Regions from separate parts of the Gossypium hirsutum genome. Here region 2 is linked to region 1. Evidence: chromatin contacts called from public Hi-C data. All regions are on one chromosome and are shown on one strand. Each heading gives the region's core, a stretch centred on a gene start, on an enhancer-like site or on the middle of the called end of the contact. The rest is flanking DNA. Distances are from core to core; before and after follow the strand shown. Region 1 has its middle 14 kb from the start of LOC107901813. Region 2 holds the start of LOC107901804 (VQ motif-containing protein 4).

Region 1 (3,225 bases), core at 241-2,740:
ACAGAGAAGGAGATGAGGGTCGTGGACTGTGGGAAGGAGCAACATTTGAGGACTTGGAGCACCTTGGTTGAACAAGAGGAAAATAAGTAGTGATATGACTTGTTGTTGGAGAAATGGGCAGGTTCTTCTCAGGAAAAAGAAACCTACTCTCATCAAACACCAGATGTCGGGACACAAATATTCGGCCATTAGAGGCAAGGCACTGGTAGCCTTTGTGCTGTGAACTGTAGCCTAAGAACGTACAAGGTTCAGAATGAAATTCAAGTTTGTGATGATTGTATGGCCGGAGATATGGGTAGCAACTGCATCTAAATACCTGAAGATGGTTGTATGTCGGGAAGGTGCCATACAGAATTGAGTACGGGGACTGATGGTGCAAAACAGGAGTGGGTAATCTATTGATTAAATGAACTGCACACGTAAAAGCAAAACCCCAATATTTCAGTGGTAGATGCGCTTGTGCAAGCAACATGAGGCCAACTAATAATGTGGCGATGTTTCCTTTCGACAATTCCATTATGTTCGGATGTATAAGGACAAGTGACACAGTGTATGAGGCCATGTTGAGATAAGAAGGACGTGAATAAACGGAACTTCCCTCCTCAATCACTTTGAAACTGTTTGATCTCTCGGCCAAGCTGTGTCTTAACCATCATCCAAAACTGAATGAAACAATCAAGAGCTTGTGATTTACGTTGAATAAGAAATATCCAAGTGAACCGACTAAAAACATCAATAAAAGTAACGTAGTACCAATCATTTCCACAATTGATAGCAGCTGAACCCCATAAGTCCAAAACAACAAGTTCAAATGGACAAGTATAAGCATTACTAGAAGGTGAAAAAGGAAATTTGTGAGATTTTCCTTGCTGACAAGCTGTACATATGCGGGAAATTTTATTACTTGGAACAGAAATATTAGAAGCTTTCAAAACAGAGTTAACAACCGTGGATGAAGGATGGCCAAGTCTTCTATGCCATAGTTCAGTAGTGAGAACAATTGACTTCACATTCAGAACAGACTGATTTTGACCCGGAGAGAATCGATATAGCCCTTCATGTGTGTGCCCCCGCAATAATATTTCCTGAGTCTTTAATCCTTAACAAGACAGTGAAGCGAATGAAATTTGAAATAAACATTATTTTTTTGTGCAAATTGCGAGACAAATAACAAGTTTTTCTGAATTTTAGGCACATGTAAAAAATTATTTAAATGGAGAATTTTTAGAGTAGTGGCAATTTAACAATGACCCAAACTTTCAATTTTAGCACTTGTACCATCACCCATACGGAGAGAAATACTACTTGAATGACTGGTGGAATTATATAACGAGGCCGTCTCTTAACAGAAGTGGTTAGTGGTGCCCAAATCAGGATACCACATGGTGGGTGCAACGGAATTGACCGGGACAGGAATATAAGGCTCATCATAGTTTCTGGGCTATATGTCTGAACCAGATGCACCTTGGTCTTCTAATCCAGCAGCAGGCCTAACTAATGAAGCTTTGGAGGACCAAGACGCAGGTGAGCGGCAGGAACACTTGAGCCTATACTGACAGGCCTATGAGTAGTATGACCAGGAGTTGACAGCCCACAAATACACGGCCCACTTGATGACCTAGGAGGAACATTCGGGTCAGTGAAAAAGGACCCAAAATTAGATGGATATTTTGATGGGGAGAAAAAATTAGGGACAACCACCGATCCTCTCCCCAAATACCGAGGCTGAGAAGAAAATACCGATGATGTAAGGGAAAATGTCGAAGGAGAGCCAAAACCCAACGATGAAGTACCGAATGTAGAGACAGGGGGACCACCAACAGATCGATCAAAGTGATAGTAGCATCGCTGAGCCAGATGCCTGATCCATCCGTAAATCTGAAATTAAGGTCGGCCACGACCACGAAACGACCCATGATTTCTAAGAGCAAATGAATTGATGACACTTGAGCTAGACGGTGTACTAACAGAAACCCTTAACGCAGAACCAGATGAGGAAGACTGCTGGACCAGATTGGCTTGGGGAAGAACCTCCGTCACAAATCATTGTTGCCACATTTCACATTCGAGCAAAATTTCGATAAGCTGATCTAATGCCAGGGGTTCCAGTGAAAAAGATGCTACAGTGACGACGGAGTCAAAATCCTGCGAAATACCCATAAGAACGATGTTTGTATGTTCTTCAGCCGAGACAGGATAACTAGACGCATCAAGTAAGTCACAAATTTTCTTGATTTGACCCAGGTATTCTTTTACAAACTGATAACCTTTCTTGACCGAATGAAGCTCGTGTTTGAGAAATCTTGGCACTGGACGTTGCACCGAAAAGACTGCATGCTTTACTCCAGACATTATGAGCTGTAGCAGTTCCTGTAAAAGAGGACAAAAACTCTCCATTGATCGTGGATAAGAGCCAAGAAGTAAGCAATTTTTCTTGCTGTTGAAACAAAAGAAAAGTAGAATTAGGAATCGACTTCCCTTCAGCATCGTGAACAAACTTAGATGGGGCAGAGATCGTCTCGTGTATATAATCGGTAAGCCCATAGGCTTCGATAATAAGCGTTAGCTGGTGTTGCCACTGAACGAATGTTTTGTCGGTAAGTTTAATAGTGTCATGTTTGGGAAATGATTGAACCACTCGACAGAACTGACTTTCATCAAGGGCAGGAGAAGAGGAGGGCTGAGGAGCAGGGGTCGGCGAAGTGACCTGATTGGTAGACACAGCTGGAGAAACAGGATTCATCAAAAACAACGAAAGCAGCCCAGGTAACTAATTAGCGACTGATACCATGAAAGAATACTTATGAAAAAATGTGAAATTATTATTGCTTGATCTGAATGAACACCAATCTGATGTATTTATACACAAATAGATTAGCTAGATATGCAAACTTTTTAACAGGAATAGTTGACCTCTAATATTCAGCAGCTGTTAACGATCACATTAACATTTTAATGGTCAAAGGCAAATATTGTTGGTAAAAGGGCTTCCTTGATTAATATTTAACGTTTGAGGGCTTAACTCAGTGCATTTTTCTTGGAGAGGCTTAATTAATTTTTGGGTTAATGGCAAAAACACCTCTGTACTTTATCAAATCTTTCAATGTGGTACTTACACTTTCTATTTGTCTAATATGGTATCTGAACTTTTTATTCCATCTATATTTGTAGCACCTTTGACTAACTGTGTTAATTTCTGATACAAGTTGACACTTGTTCCAATTA
Region 2 (3,225 bases), core at 451-2,950, 320 kb after region 1:
AGACAACGTGCGTTTAACGAGATACCAATTTTGGGCGTCGCGAGGGTGCTAATACCTTCCTCGGCGTAATCGACTCCCGAACCCTAATTTTCTCTGGATTTTAACGTAGACCTAAAATTACCTTTTTTTTAGAAAAGTTTTAAAATAAATTTTTCTTCTAAAAAGAGAATTTTATTAGGTGTCCGATCACACCTACAAAAAAGATCGGTGACGACTCCTTTTTTAAATAAAATCAAAACTCCATTTTCAAATTTTCAATAATCACTTCGACTATCGCCCGTGCAAAAAATTTTAGGTCGCTACAATAATAATATGAATAAAGCTATGAAGTATAAATTGTAATTCTTTAGGTGTGTATGGATCATTTCAGTTTTTATGATTAAGGCTACAAACCATTTGTATTGTAAACCCAAATATTATATGGTAGATGTTAATGATACAAATGCAAAAAGTTTTCTTACAACATATTGTGAGGTATGATATCATTGAAGAAAATGGAGCATACAAAATAAAAGATTGGATCGTACTAACATGTTGCATACTTCATAGCTTCAGTTATAAGTGAATTTGAGATCATCCATACTTTAAATGGTACAAATTGTAATACTCTTCTAATAGTAAATTTTAACTTATTTTATTGTAATTCTTTAGATCTGTTTGGTTGATATAGTGCAATTGCATTGTAATTCTCTATGTCACATTTAACAGTATAAATTATAATTACACAATTATATAACTTATATTTTTTAAAATATAATAATTACGATAAAAAATATTGGCATGATAAAAAGAATTTCTAAAAAAGTAACAAAAGTTCAAATTAAATCATCATGTGTATTATGTTAGTCCAAAAAAGTAATTTAGAATACGATTTTTAATAAAAATAACAAGAAAAATAAACATTATATATAATTTTATATAATTGTTCTAGTGTTCCATATTTGTTAGGTTATTCTCATTTTAATATTTAACATATGCTCCTTTTCATCAAATGTTGGTCATTGATCGACTTTATCATCATCTGATTTTGAATTTGTATAATTAAGATGATCAAAATCTCTTTATTCTATATATTATTTGAAGTATGGATCATTATAAATCCACCTATGAGTGACGCTATAAACTATGCAACATGTTAGTACGATCCATCTTTTTTTTTTATGCTCCATTTTCTGAAATGATATCATACCCTGCAATATGATATAAGAAAACTTTTTGTATTTGTAACATTTATCATAAAATATTTAAGTTTACAATGCAAATAGTCTTTAGCCTTAATAATAAAATCTTATATAAACTTAATTTGAAAATAGAATTATGCTAAATTATAACATTTTCTTATAATATGTAAAGTAAGTCAAAATAATATAAAATTTATAATATATAACCCCTATAAAAAATTCTTTTATGAAGTGTCTGATAACTTTTGTAACATTTTTTATAAGTAAATATTTTTCCCATGATTTTAGAAAGTTATCTTTTTACAAATGTTATAATAAAAAATGAATAAATATATTATAACACTTTTATAACATATAAATGATTTTTTATAATAAAATTTTTATCATAATTTTAAATTTTTAAAATTTAAATAATATATTTTTGTTATAGATTTATAGATTATTTTTAAGATACATTTTTTAGGATTTATAATATTATAAACCTTTGACTATAAACATTCAATCCATGCTCATGCTTATAATATAAATTACAATTCAATAAAACCCACAAATTCCAATAATTACCCAATCATATTATTCAAATATTTACATCTATATGCAGATTACTTTCCAAATACTACCTTGATAATTAAATAAATACACGGTTTAGACAAAACAAAAACGACAGCCGAACCCCAAAAGCTCGCAATCCACCAAAACATTTCTTACCAAACCAAAACCTCTATCACTGTCTAACCTTTTTCCGCCTTTTCCCAAGCATCCAAACAGAAGCCAGAAAATCAACACAAAAGAAAAGGTAGCCCTAAATGGAAACCTCTACATGGCTGAGCCCAAACCCCAATTTCCTTCCTTCTCCCAAAACCCACAGTCCCGACAGCAGCATCAGCAGCAACACCACCGCCCCAACACCCCCGACTCCGCCGCCTCAGCAACCCAAACTCATCACCAGATCCGAATCCGCCAATCCTTACCCGACAACTTTCGTCCAAGCCGACACTTCGTCTTTCAAGCAAGTCGTCCAGATGCTCACCGGATCTTCCGAGACCGCCAAGCTTGCTTCTTCCATTAACTCAACTTCCTCCCCTCACTCCGATCCCAACCTCAAAACCCACATCCCGCCGATCAAGTCCATCCCCAAAAACAAGCAAAACTCTGGGTTTAGACTTTACGAGCGACGGAGCTCTCTCAAGAACCTCAAGATCAACCCCTTGAACCCGGTTTTCAACTCTAGCAATTCAGGATTTTCGCCCCGAAAACCCGAAATACTCTCCCCTAGCATTCTTGACTTCCCGTCTTTGACTCTTAGCCCGGTTACTCCCTTGATATCCGACCCCTTTGATCGATCTGGACCTGGAAACCACGCCGATTGTATTAATAATATCACCAACTTAGACAAGGAAGCTGAAGAGAAAGCAATTAAAGAAAAGGGTTTTTATTTGCATCCATCGCCGGCCTCTACGCCACGAGATACTGAGCCTAGGCTTCTCCCTCTTTTTCCAGTTACTTCACCTAGAGTTTCAGGTTCTTCTACTTCTTCAAACTAAGAAAAACAAATCATTTTTATTTTTGCTTCTTTTGATGTTGTTGTAAGATTTTTTTTATATATTGTTGGGCACTGAAGATGAGGAATGTTAAAAAAAGGGCCGAGAAATGATTTGTAATCTTGGATACTTCAAGAGGAAATCTTTGCTTTTTTACTTCTTCTGCGATGCTTGGATGCTGGGAAATTTTAAACAATTGATTTTAGTTAAAAACAATTGATTTATCTTAGTCAAATGAGGAATTTAAATTTTGGTAAATTGAGAAATGACTGATTTGAATTGGAATCAATGAGTGACTATTAATGGCCAAGGAAAAAAAAAAGAGTGACTATTACTAGTTTTTCTTAATTTTCTTTTGGATGATGTTATAAGGTGGAATTTGTATTTTGAAAATATTTAGTGCGGTATTTAAATGATCCGTTTGTGTATTATTAGTTTCATTAAATGCTTTACATGAGTTCTGATGTGATGCGGTGGTTGTTTATTTCTTCCTTTAACTTTAA

The links. A called contact is a pair of places that touch in the nucleus more often than the background predicts.
Region 2: a contact with region 1 is called in a Hi-C map of leaf, with 2.3 times the contacts expected there. The contact joins the promoter of LOC107901804 here to the enhancer-like site in region 1. A contact is called at or near these places in 2 of 34 Hi-C or Micro-C datasets (both in leaf).

What each region holds. Positions count from the first base shown.
Region 1 is chrD06:45,468,446-45,471,670 of Gossypium_hirsutum_v2.1, forward strand. No RefSeq gene overlaps it. Among protein-coding and RNA genes, the nearest start is that of LOC107901813, 14 kb to the left of the region's middle. Within about 2 kb of position 1,491, at least 9 of the 9 cell types and tissues checked have an H3K27ac peak or open chromatin away from gene starts, as enhancers often do. A contact at or near this core is called in leaf, where this site is marked.
Region 2 is chrD06:45,791,333-45,794,557 of Gossypium_hirsutum_v2.1, forward strand. It overlaps LOC107901804 (VQ motif-containing protein 4), which reads left to right and starts at 1,701. Exons shown (of 1, transcript XM_016827961.2): 1 at 1,701-2,878. The coding sequence starts at 1,988. The coding sequence ends at 2,725.